Linked DNA regions of Gossypium hirsutum: all the other regions are linked to region 1. Evidence: chromatin contacts called from public Hi-C data. All regions are on one chromosome and are shown on one strand. The core of a region is the stretch at or near the end of the contact, and the rest is flanking DNA. Distances in the headings are between cores, read along the strand shown.

Region 1 (2,700 bases), core at 62-2,561:
TTATTTTTAAATTAAAAGATTTTACTATCTAAAGTGAGATATATAATTTAATATTGATTTTTTGGTAATACAGTTAACTTAGGAGGGCTTGCTTTTCAGCAATTTATTCTAGGGTTTTTTCAAAGATTCCATCTAACAAGAATTTTATTTTATTTATTTTTACCAATTCCTCATAGATTGTGAAAGAATATTAGAGATAATTTTCCTAGTAAAAAACTTTAGATTATTAAATTTATTAGGCTTTAATGTCCAGGGGAATTGTTTTATATTTTGAAAATTTAATATTATAATATCAATATTGATGGTTCGAGCTATGATGTCTCTACGTACCTCTATTATTATTCACAAGTCTCGTATTAACATTTATTTCGAGTTTTGCAGTCACTTATCTTTATTGATCGAAGTATTTCTCCGTCAACTGTACATGGCTTTCTGTAGAGGCTAGAGATAAAATCTCGATATAAGGACAATACTTTCAATTGTTGAGGTCGAAGTCGACTTCCCAGAAGATGAAACTTCTCCTAAAAGGATCGATTCCTTGTCAACAATAATTTAAGATATTTATGGTATTTTAATTTTTTTTCTGTTTTTAAAGAATATAATATGTTAAATTAGTGGGATTTAAGTAAGGAAGAATACTAAATTTAAAATATATTTCAAAGGTTGATTATACATTTTTAATATATGATGGATAAAAAAATCATATATAAAAATATTTTAATTAATGATTTATATATTAAATTAAAAAAGTAATAAAATGGTGGAATGTTAATAAAAATAAATTATATTGATTAATTAGTGCAGTTTTAGATTAAAAAGAAAATGAGGGCCGTCCACGTCATGGAAAAAGCCAATGGCACATTAGAAGAGCCACCTGTACATTATTATTATTACTATTATTATTATTATTATTATTATTATTAACCAAATTCTGTAGTTAAGTTAACCAGAAGAGGCGGTGAATTGTTAACCCAAGTTTCATAGTTGAGTGTCCTATCATCCTCTGCTTATCTCCCTACTCCTGTATTATTTTCACTCTTTACCTTCTTCCCTTCCCTTATATAATTCCCTCTCTCTAAATTAAAAGTTGCATATCTTTTAAATTATACGCTGGCTTCTCATTTTCTCTCTTTCCTCACTTCCTTACTTTGATTACCCTTTTTATATATCACAAAAATTTTGCAGTCTTTCTTTCAGACGCAAGCAGCAGGCACCTGTCCTAGAAACAGAGATCTTCTCAAGTTAGTTAAATAACGGTTTTTGCTATCCCCATTTTGCCCTTTCATTCTTCTTCTTCTCCTTCATCGGAAGATGATTAGTTGGAACGATCTTTACACCGTTTTAACGGCGGTGATCCCACTGTACGTTGCTATGATCTTGGCTTACGGCTCCGTCCGTTGGTGGAAAATATTCACCCCCGACCAGTGCTCGGGTATCAACCGCTTTGTCGCCATATTTGCCGTTCCTCTCTTGTCTTTCCACTTCATTTCCACCAATGACCCTTATGCCATGAACTTCAGGTTCGTAGCAGCCGACACCCTTCAAAAGCTCATCATGCTCTTCGTTCTTGGATTGTGGACTAATTTAACAAGGAACGGAAGCCTAGAATGGATGATCACCATTTTCTCTTTATCTACTCTCCCCAACACTCTAGTCATGGGCATTCCTCTTTTAATCGCTATGTACGGTCCCTACTCCGGGATGCTCATGGTCCAAGTCGTGGTTCTCCAGTGTATCATTTGGTACACCCTTCTTCTTTTCCTTTTTGAGTACCGCGGTGCCAAAATCCTCATCATGGAGCAGTTTCCCGAAACTGCAGCTTCCATTGTTTCTTTCAAAGTTGATTCCGATGTGGTTTCACTTGACGGCCGCGACTTCCTCGAAACCGACGCTGAAATCGGGGAAGACGGCAAGCTACACGTTAAGGTCAGGAAATCTAATGCTTCCAGGAGGTCTTTGGGGCCTTGTTCCCTTCCTGCATTGACTCCCAGGCCTTCCAACCTCACCGGAGCTGAAATCTACAGTTTGAGCTCTTCAAGGAACCCCACGCCAAGAGGTTCCAATTTCAACAACTCCGACTTTTACTCCATGATGGGTGTTCAAGGATTTCCTGCAAGACACTCCAATTTCGGTCCAGCTGATTTATACTCTGTTCAATCCTCTAGAGGACCTACTCCAAGGCCATCCAATTTTGAAGAAAACAATACAGTAATGTCTCCACGATTTGGATTTTATCCAGCACAGACTGTTCCTTCATCCTACCCTGCTCCAAACCCTGAATTCTCATCCGTCACGAAGAACGCTAAAGCTACCCAACAACAACAGCAGCAGCCAGTTCAACCACAGCAGCAGCCTAAGGAGAAGGAGAATAATAAAGAGAATCATGATGCCAAGGAATTGCACATGTTTGTGTGGAGTTCAAGTGCCTCGCCGGTTTCAGAAGGCGGAGGTCTCCATGTCTTTGGTGGTACAGATTTCGGAGCGTCCGAGCAATCTGGACGGTCTGAGCAGGGTGCTAAAGAGATAAGGATGTTGGTCGCAGATCACCCTCAAAACGGGGAAAACAAAGGTACAATAAATTTATTAGTAAACTAGATTATTCTGCTCGGTTAGGAGTTACTGGAATTTTTTAATAATAGATTGTAGCTTGTGAAGGCATGACAGGCAGTGGTGACGTTAATGGAGAGGACTTTAGCTTTG
Region 2 (2,700 bases), core at 175-2,674, 350 kb before region 1:
TATTAATCTTTTATATACAGGTTAACTTCTTTGCTTGCTTAGTTGCTTCAATTATCTTCTGATTCTTGTCACCATATATTTTGAAATTAAAAAATATATTAAATATAAAAAAATGTGATTTTTTAATAAAAATTATTTTAAAGGTAAATGTGAAGTTGATACCAACAGAAAATTTTAACACGAATATTTTATGGCATCATCAATAATTCAATTTTAACAGAAATTGATAAAGATTCATTATGATTAAAAATAATTCAATAATATAAATAGTACAAAATGTGAAATTTAATTCAATAATATAAAGAATAGATATATATTTGAAAAAATTTTGGGGTTTAAGAGGAACTAAAAATTTTGGGGGAAAGCAAAAGGAAATTTTTTTTGGAGGTTTAAAAGAAGGAAAAGTTTTGGGAGAAAACTAAAAAGAAACAAGTTTTGGGGGTTTTTAGGAAGTAAAAAATTTGGAGGGAAAATAAAAGGAAAAAAAAATTTGGGGGTTTGAGGAAAAGTAAATTTTTTTGGGAAAATAAAAGGGTTTGAGATGGGAAGGGAAGTAAAAAGAGTTTGATATTTAATTTATTTGAATTATTCAAATTCAAAAATTTAATTCGATTTGAACTCGAAATTTAAAAAAAAATTAAGTTGATTCAATTAACTCGGTTAATTCAATTCGAATAATTCGAAAGTCAACTTCATTTTTGATTTTTTAAAAAGATGAATCAAATTTTGTTCACCCTAATTACTTTGATATTGTGCTATAAGAAAAAAGTAGTGTAGGTAATAAGGGAAGAACAGCCAAAGATATCAAAACTTTGGCTTTGTATCATTGAAAAAAAATTAAGACATTGGCCAGACACTGCTAACTGGACATTAAAGGACGACTCAAAGTTATTATTGCTCATTGTCTGCTAATGTTATTATTATTGTTATTATTATTATTATTTTATTCTTATGAGTTTGGGGAAAATCCTTATGAGTCATAAAGGATTATGAAGTATAATTAAAGTTTTTGCTCATCTAATATCTATCTCAGCTTAATTAGGGCTGGTTTTGAGTGTGATGGAAAGGAAAAAGCACTGACAAGGTTTAGGTGTGGAGAAACAAATATTTGGCTTTCCACTCAAGTAATGGAGGTTGGTGTTCCACATGCATATATGACGGAATAACTCAGCTACACCAACTTAGTCTTAGAGGACGATCAGTTGGCCATAAACGTATATCAGTAGCATCTCCCTTGCCCTTGACTTAGGCATGTCTCCTTCCTTGGTAATTGTATTCCATTAGCTCATTTTTGGAGATAAGCAAAATTTACGAGTTCATAGCACGCAGACATGTTAATTACAGCATTTAGAAGTTGGATTCAGGCAATCTTCAAATTTTCAGGTCTGCTTCATTGTTTAGCTTTGAATTCGATTGTCCTCCTACTAAAGTGGGGTCTGTGGGAGAGCATGATTTGTTTGTTTCTGGTGTGGGAGAATGTTAAACGCATGGGGTTAGTCATTCTTGGTAAAAGGTGAAGGATTAAGCTTCTTTTTCATTTTTAAATTCTCTATTATTATTATTATCGATAGCAATACATTATTATAAACAAAGCTCGCGTTGCATGAGCTGCATAGAAGAAACAATAAGGTTTAACCAAAGAAAAATTAATTTTTAATTGTTTCAAAATTAAATAAATTAAGGAGAGGAGGAGGATTTGTGTTGAGGGGGGTCCACATGTTAGGAAGAAGAGTTGGAAGACAAGAAGACAAGTGGGGGCCCAGACCTGGTTCCCCACCCAATCATCAAAGGTAGGGACCACTTGGTTTCCATGTTCCGTGTGTTGTTCCCATTCACGTAATCATCATCAATGTCGGCCCCACCCTACCACCCCACAAGCACGCTTTTCCCATTTATTTTCTCAATTCCCTCTATATGTCATCATCCATCACATGACTTTATAATTAATTAATTCAATTGGTATGTATAATCGGTAAATTTTGTTGTTGAATTTTTGAAAGATGGGGCAGGCCTTGCTTCCTTCATAGTCCATCTTTAAATGAAGTTCTCAAAATGTGATTGCATTTGTTTACCACCACTATGATTCCATTTCTTTCCATATTTACCTTGGTTTTGAATTACTTTGTATTATTTAAAATACAAATTATTATTACTATTATTATTAAATATGATTTTGAATAAGTCAATCTGAATTCATGAAAATCGTGTTAAAGATCCGGTCATGTGCTTTTAGCTTATCCACTGGAAAGGTAATTTGACCTTAGGAGTTTGGGTTCAACAACTCAATTCAAGTTGTTTTTTTGGGGTGATGTTATTCAAAATGTAAATGATTGACAAGATGAGTCAAAAAAATTGAATGATTTTCCTTATTATTTATCTACAAAAGATATTTGATTCACCTAACGAAAAAAATTAAGGAGAAAGAAGCTTATTTCTTTATCAAGAAATATTTTTTTAAAAAAAATTAAAATTTGGTTTATGTTTGTTTGTCTCTCTCTCTCTCACAACTTCTAATCCCATTCAAACCAAATATGTTTGTATCATTTTACATCTGATTAGAAAATCAATTAGATACAATAGAAGTGAGTAAAACTCGATTCGATTCAAAAAAATATTTTTTTTCTAATTTAGAGTTAATCGAATCGAGTTATTCAAGTAAACTCAAATAATTCGAATAACAGACTAGTGTAAATACCCTTT
Region 3 (2,700 bases), core at 22-2,521, 410 kb before region 1:
TTGATACTAGTTTGTCTAAACGAAACCAAACCCAATGAAACAACGCGAAAGCACGCACGATCGATATTCTTCTGCTCTCGAAAAATCAATTCAGTAATTATGACAAACCCAATAACACAATATATATAACAATTTGTGCAAATCAACCACAATATCGCAAGCAAAACTAATAAATCGAGAAACAACTTTTACGTGGAAAACCCTTTTAAAGCAAAGAGAAAAAACCACAAGATTAAAAAGTCCTTTCTACAAGATCACAATCAAGCCATCATAAAGAATATACAATTCAAACAATGCTATAAACAACTAATTTTAAACAAACTTTAAGAGAAAAGTTGAGAATTTCACCAAAAAGAGGTTGACTTTAAAAGCTAAAAATTCAAAGTTACAGTACCCAAAAAGAAATTAATCTGTACACATTAAAAAAAAGCTCCAACGAACATCGAATCAACCTTCGATAAAAGAAAATACAAAGGTTGATTTGTGTATAAAGAACAATTTTTTCTCTCCCACTTCTCTTTTCTTAGATTTTATCGGTACACCAAAAGAAATCTAACCTTTTTTTTTCAGTAGTTCCCACACGTATATATGTAGGGTAAATATAAGTGGACTCCCACATAGTGGGACGCTTGAGCACAAGCCCAAGAGAAAAAATATTTAACATAATAATATATATAAATATATATTTTATTATATAATTACATATTTATTATTTTATTTATATAAATAAAATAATTGTAATTAAAAATATGAATTAAAAATAAAATTTGAAAACATGTTTATTAACTAAAAACATTAATTAAAAAATAAAAATAAAAAATCTTGAAACAATATGAATTAATTCAATTAAAAAGTAAAAATTAGAAATTAAAATAAAAGGAAAAACTTGAAATGGAATTAAAATAAAATAATAATAAAAAGCTCCAATCAACCCTAAAATGCTAATCAAGGATGGTGACAAGTCAATGAAAGCGCTTCACGTATACAGTACTTACGTAAGCAAAAACGAATTATTTCTCTAAATACTTAATAAAGCAGTTTATATCTTTAATTTTTTTAAAACAATATATATAAATAAATTTTCCCTAATTAAAATTTGCAATTAAAACAATAAAAATAACAAAAATATTGTTTTTATTTAAAATTTACTTGGTGAATAGATTTTTTGTGGATTTCCTTGAAACGTGAAAGGGTTCATTCATAGAAAACAGCTAATTGTTAATTGTTATCTACCCTATATATTTAATATAAATACTTGACATGATCAAGTTGTTCGTTTTGTCAACATCCAACCCCACTGGATTCAAGATAGATAGTATATACACGTATAAAATACGCCAACTGGTGCTGTATTTCTACGTATAAGGTGGTGGAGGTGTTATTTGAGCAGTTCATATCTGTTCTGTGGTTTCAGCGTCTATTTGAAGCTCTCGTCATCAATTTCATATCTTGTCTCCGCATTTATTTGAACCTCTTTATCATCAATCTTCAAGCTTCAGCTGCAGCCTTGGATTCGTTTGCCCCCGAAAGAATAGGGTAATTTCTTTTGGCTCTGTAACCGCTTAAATTATCTGTTTTTATTTCAATGAGTTATGGGTTTTTTTTCTTCTTTCCTTTTCTTTTTGGGGAGCTTGAATGTCTATTTGATGAGTGATATGGAGGTTTGAAGTTTTGCTCATATAATGGAAATTTTAGCGACGAAAATGACTTGAAAATGAAATGCTTTTTACCTACAAGCTCTTTTAGTTGAATTTCTTCTCTTGACTTTTAATAATAACTAGGAATTTGTCTGCCTGGAATTTCCTTTCTCAGATTCTTTATTTATTAATTAATTTATTTTTTAAGTCCTAAACATTCTCTAGACATGGCTATTATTCTAATATTTTGAAATTTTGGAAATAGATGTTAAAAGAATCATCTTTGATGTGTTTGGTTTTGTCTTTTTCTTGGTTTAATATACAAATATTTGCATCCAATTGAGAAGTTAGGGTTGCTAGAGGTCACCATAGAAAACAAGTTTTCCTTATTTGGTTATGGGATTTTATGACGGTGAATTTGGATTTGATCTTTTCCACGAACTATGAAGATGAGCATAGTCACTATATAAAAATATGAGTAAAAATCTGATATATCTATACATTCGAAAGAGTATGATAGGATCTATTCGGATTCAAATTCGAACCAAATCTACAGATTCGAGTACAGTCATTTGAAAATCAAATCCATAGATTCCCAGTACTTAGAAGGTTAACATCTAATTCTATGCTAGGTAGTTTCAATACTTTTTTTTGTATTACTTCAAGTATGTTGTGAACCCATTCAAAGTGTAAGCTTTTCATATTGGTTTTGTTTAACATGGAACCTAATGGATTCTTATTTTGATCAGAAAATGTTTGACAAAGACTTTTTCACTGAATATGGTGAAGCAAGTCAATATGAAATAACAGATGTAGTTGGCCGAGGAAGTTATGGTGTGGTTGCATCTGCAATAGATACTCACACTGGAGAGAAAGTGGCTATTAAGAAGATGACCAATATCTTTGAGCACACCCCTGATGCAATCCGCATTCTTAGAGAGATCAAACTCCTACGGTTGCTGCGACACCCGGATATAGTTCAAATAAAACACATAATGCTTCCTCCATGTAGTCGAGAATTTAAAGATATATTTGTTGTTTTTGAGTTGATGGAATCTGATCT
Region 4 (2,700 bases), core at 184-2,683, 330 kb after region 1:
GTAAGGGTGGGTTTGAATTGCGATTGGGTGCGGTGCGGTGCGTTTAGCTTACTTTTTCTCTCACGTTACAGTATCACTATAGTATCTAATCTTACCACCACCGCTGTTTTTACACTAACCACAAGTAAACACACCGCTTATCCAAACTCACCCTAAATGCTTGATTTTGATAGTGAAAAATGGCTGCAAAATAGAATAGAAGTAGGAGTCCATGAAATAAGAGCAGTTGGCTACCACAGGCCTCATGTGTCCAACTAAACACCAACGTAAGAGCGTCGTCACCGCCCAACTAACACTGGGCCTAAATTGGTTCCTTTTTTTCCTCTTAATTTATTTCTGAACGGCAACCGCTGCCTGCTGGACTGCTTTGCTCGGAATCCCATCACCTATTCAAATCTCACTAATAATCTCGTTTCTCTTATAAAAAAACTATTAATCAACCAAACTTAAATATACTAAGTAAGAAGACGTTTATCGAACCAGAAAAATGAACAGCCATTCAAAATCAGGTAATTTATAGGTAAAGCTAATTTTCCGAACTTTTATCATTGAACAATATCATGAAACAGCAAGTTCAATAACTATTGTAGGTCCTAAAACTTTCTGTTTGGACAAAATTATATTCTTGTCCTAAGAAAAGGAATTTGTACTTACTATATCCAACTTGTTGTACAAGATCCTAGGACCTTACAAACTTTAAAAAGCGAACAGGAGAGATAATCCACAAACCAGACCCAATAACCCCACAGCGACATTCCGGTTTGCACCGCCGAAATTTTGGTCAATCGAGTACAAATTCCCTGGTGAACCGGGTATGTATATAAAGGATGGTGGACTAGGCGGTATTGGCGGTGGTGGACAGTATTGGGTTGGCGGCTTTTTTGGTGTAGGTGGAGGCAGTGCTGGGGGTGATGGTGGTGGAGGGCATGGTGGCGGCAGTGAGGGTGGTGGAGGACTTTGTATACATGATGGGGTACACTTGACGCCTTGACCACCTGGAACAGTGCTGTCATCAAGCCTCCTTGATTCCATCCCGTTGATGGGATATACAAAGATGGTGATGGCAAAGAAAATGGTTAGTGATGATAGAATTTGGTGAGGATTGATCCAACGGTGTGTTTTCATCGACATGCTGCCAAATCCTGCTGATGGAACTCCCAAAGCTTTTAGCTAAAATGAATGAAGAGGATCGATCTTTTTAATTTGTGGAAGATGTGGTGGAAATAAAGAAAAAGTTTGGAAGAACTAGCGGTGATGTTACGTAATTTGGTACATCAAAGACTTTGAAAGACTAAAAAGTGAAATTGATTTTGATGAAATTGGGCTCTACGAAAGAATGAGTTTTAGAGGGCTATCGAGACGTGTTTTTAAGGGCACTTTTCTGTTTTTTAATCTTTTTTGTTTTCCAGTAAAGGAGTCTCGTTGCCTTGTTTCACAAGGGAATCCCGTTGCATGTGGAAATTATGCATGATCCAAAAATGAAGGGACCCATTATATACACTTTCCCCGGTCATCATTAATTTCTAAATAGTGTATAAACCTATGTATTTCAATAATTAATTGGTATTTATTAATACGAAATCTTGCATAATTAATGTATATCATATCATATTTTTCTTTATTTTGTATTTAATTTATTAGCACGATATCATATTATAGCATGTCTTTTTTTTATTTGTGCATCTAATTTTTATTATAAATAGGCTATATAACTTAATGTAAATTAAGAAGTAATAATTATCTTTTACACATAAATTCATTTCTCTTTTTTTTCTTTAAGTTTTTGCAACAGTATTGTCTTTTTAAATAAGGATATATGATTGATTTGAGTTGTTGAAGGGAGTTTTAGTGAATTCAAGTTTAAATCACATATTTATTTTATATTTAAATCATAATGTCAGACAAACGAAAATGAAAGGTTTACTCAAATAGTGAAGGTGGTGAGTGCTCCTTTCATCAGCAAACAATGTACAAATTCCATGGGCAGATGATGGACTTTGTGGTCACTCACAGTCCCAATTCAAGGGTGGGAACCGGGGGAAGGGTTAATATCTTGGACTCTTGCGCACCGTTTTTGGTCACTACTTTATCTCAGGATTCTGTTCCTTTTTCTCTAATTATCACTTTCGTCCAACTTCTTCTCGTGTAATTAAAAGAAAAATTACATGTTTTTCCTCCTAATCTTCACAATTTCCCTTTCTACTTCATCTGTTGTGGCTTGTAATTTTCATCATTTTTGGTACTTCTTGGAGTTTCTTTTAGAAAAGTTTTCTATTGTTGGTAAAATATGAAGAATATGTTAAAGATAATGCCTGGGTTAAAGAGGTTTTGAGGTGTTGTCAGTAATGGCGCAATATGACATTTTACCGATAAAAGGCCCAACAGAAGAAAAGGAAACTGGGATAAAAGCAAGATATGATCATAAATGACTTAAATTTATAAGAGTGCATCGAAACCCCAAAAAAATGTTGGATCTTTAGTGACAAAAGGATGAACATCCCATCCAAATGAATGAAGCATAAAATCAACTACTTGAAATGCAAGATATTATAAAACCCATAGTAATTAATAAAAAAGGTTCATCATATAAAACTATTGGGTAAACTACTAAAGTAATCACTTTTGTTTGCTTTAGTTACATTTTAGTCACTTATGCTTGAAATGTTACATTTTAGTCACTTAGATTATCGATTTGTAACA

Evidence for each region. A called contact is a pair of places that touch in the nucleus more often than the background predicts.
Region 2: a contact with region 1 is called in a Hi-C map of leaf, with 3 times the contacts expected there. The contact joins the enhancer-like site here to the promoter of LOC107922128 in region 1. A contact is called at or near these places in 2 of 34 Hi-C or Micro-C datasets (both in leaf).
Region 3: a contact with region 1 is called in a Hi-C map of leaf, with 2.9 times the contacts expected there. The contact joins the promoter of LOC107921990 here to the promoter of LOC107922128 in region 1. A contact is called at or near these places in 6 of 34 Hi-C or Micro-C datasets (hypocotyl and leaf).
Region 4: a contact with region 1 is called in a Hi-C map of leaf, with 2.8 times the contacts expected there. The contact joins the promoter of LOC107921752 here to the promoter of LOC107922128 in region 1. A contact is called at or near these places in 4 of 34 Hi-C or Micro-C datasets (hypocotyl and leaf).

Annotation. Positions count from the first base shown.
Region 1 is chrD01:47,923,440-47,926,139 of Gossypium_hirsutum_v2.1, forward strand. LOC107922128 (auxin efflux carrier component 4-like) reads left to right here and starts at 1,312. Exons shown (of 6, transcript NM_001327195.1): 1 at 1,312-2,569; 2 at 2,656-2,700. The coding sequence starts at 1,312.
Region 2 is chrD01:47,569,022-47,571,721 of Gossypium_hirsutum_v2.1, forward strand. No RefSeq gene overlaps it. Among protein-coding and RNA genes, the nearest start is that of LOC121214326, 31 kb to the right of the region's middle. Within about 2 kb of position 1,425, at least 3 of the 9 cell types and tissues checked have an H3K27ac peak or open chromatin away from gene starts, as enhancers often do. A contact at or near this core is called in leaf, where this site is marked.
Region 3 is chrD01:47,516,239-47,518,938 of Gossypium_hirsutum_v2.1, forward strand. LOC107921990 (mitogen-activated protein kinase 17) reads left to right here and starts at 1,272. Exons shown (of 13, transcript XR_005909472.1): 1 at 1,272-1,536; 2 at 2,387-2,700.
Region 4 is chrD01:48,255,594-48,258,293 of Gossypium_hirsutum_v2.1, forward strand. It overlaps LOC107921752 (proline-rich receptor-like protein kinase PERK2), which reads right to left and starts at 1,434. Exons shown (of 1, transcript XM_016851568.2): 1 at 514-1,434. The coding sequence starts at 1,131. The coding sequence ends at 697.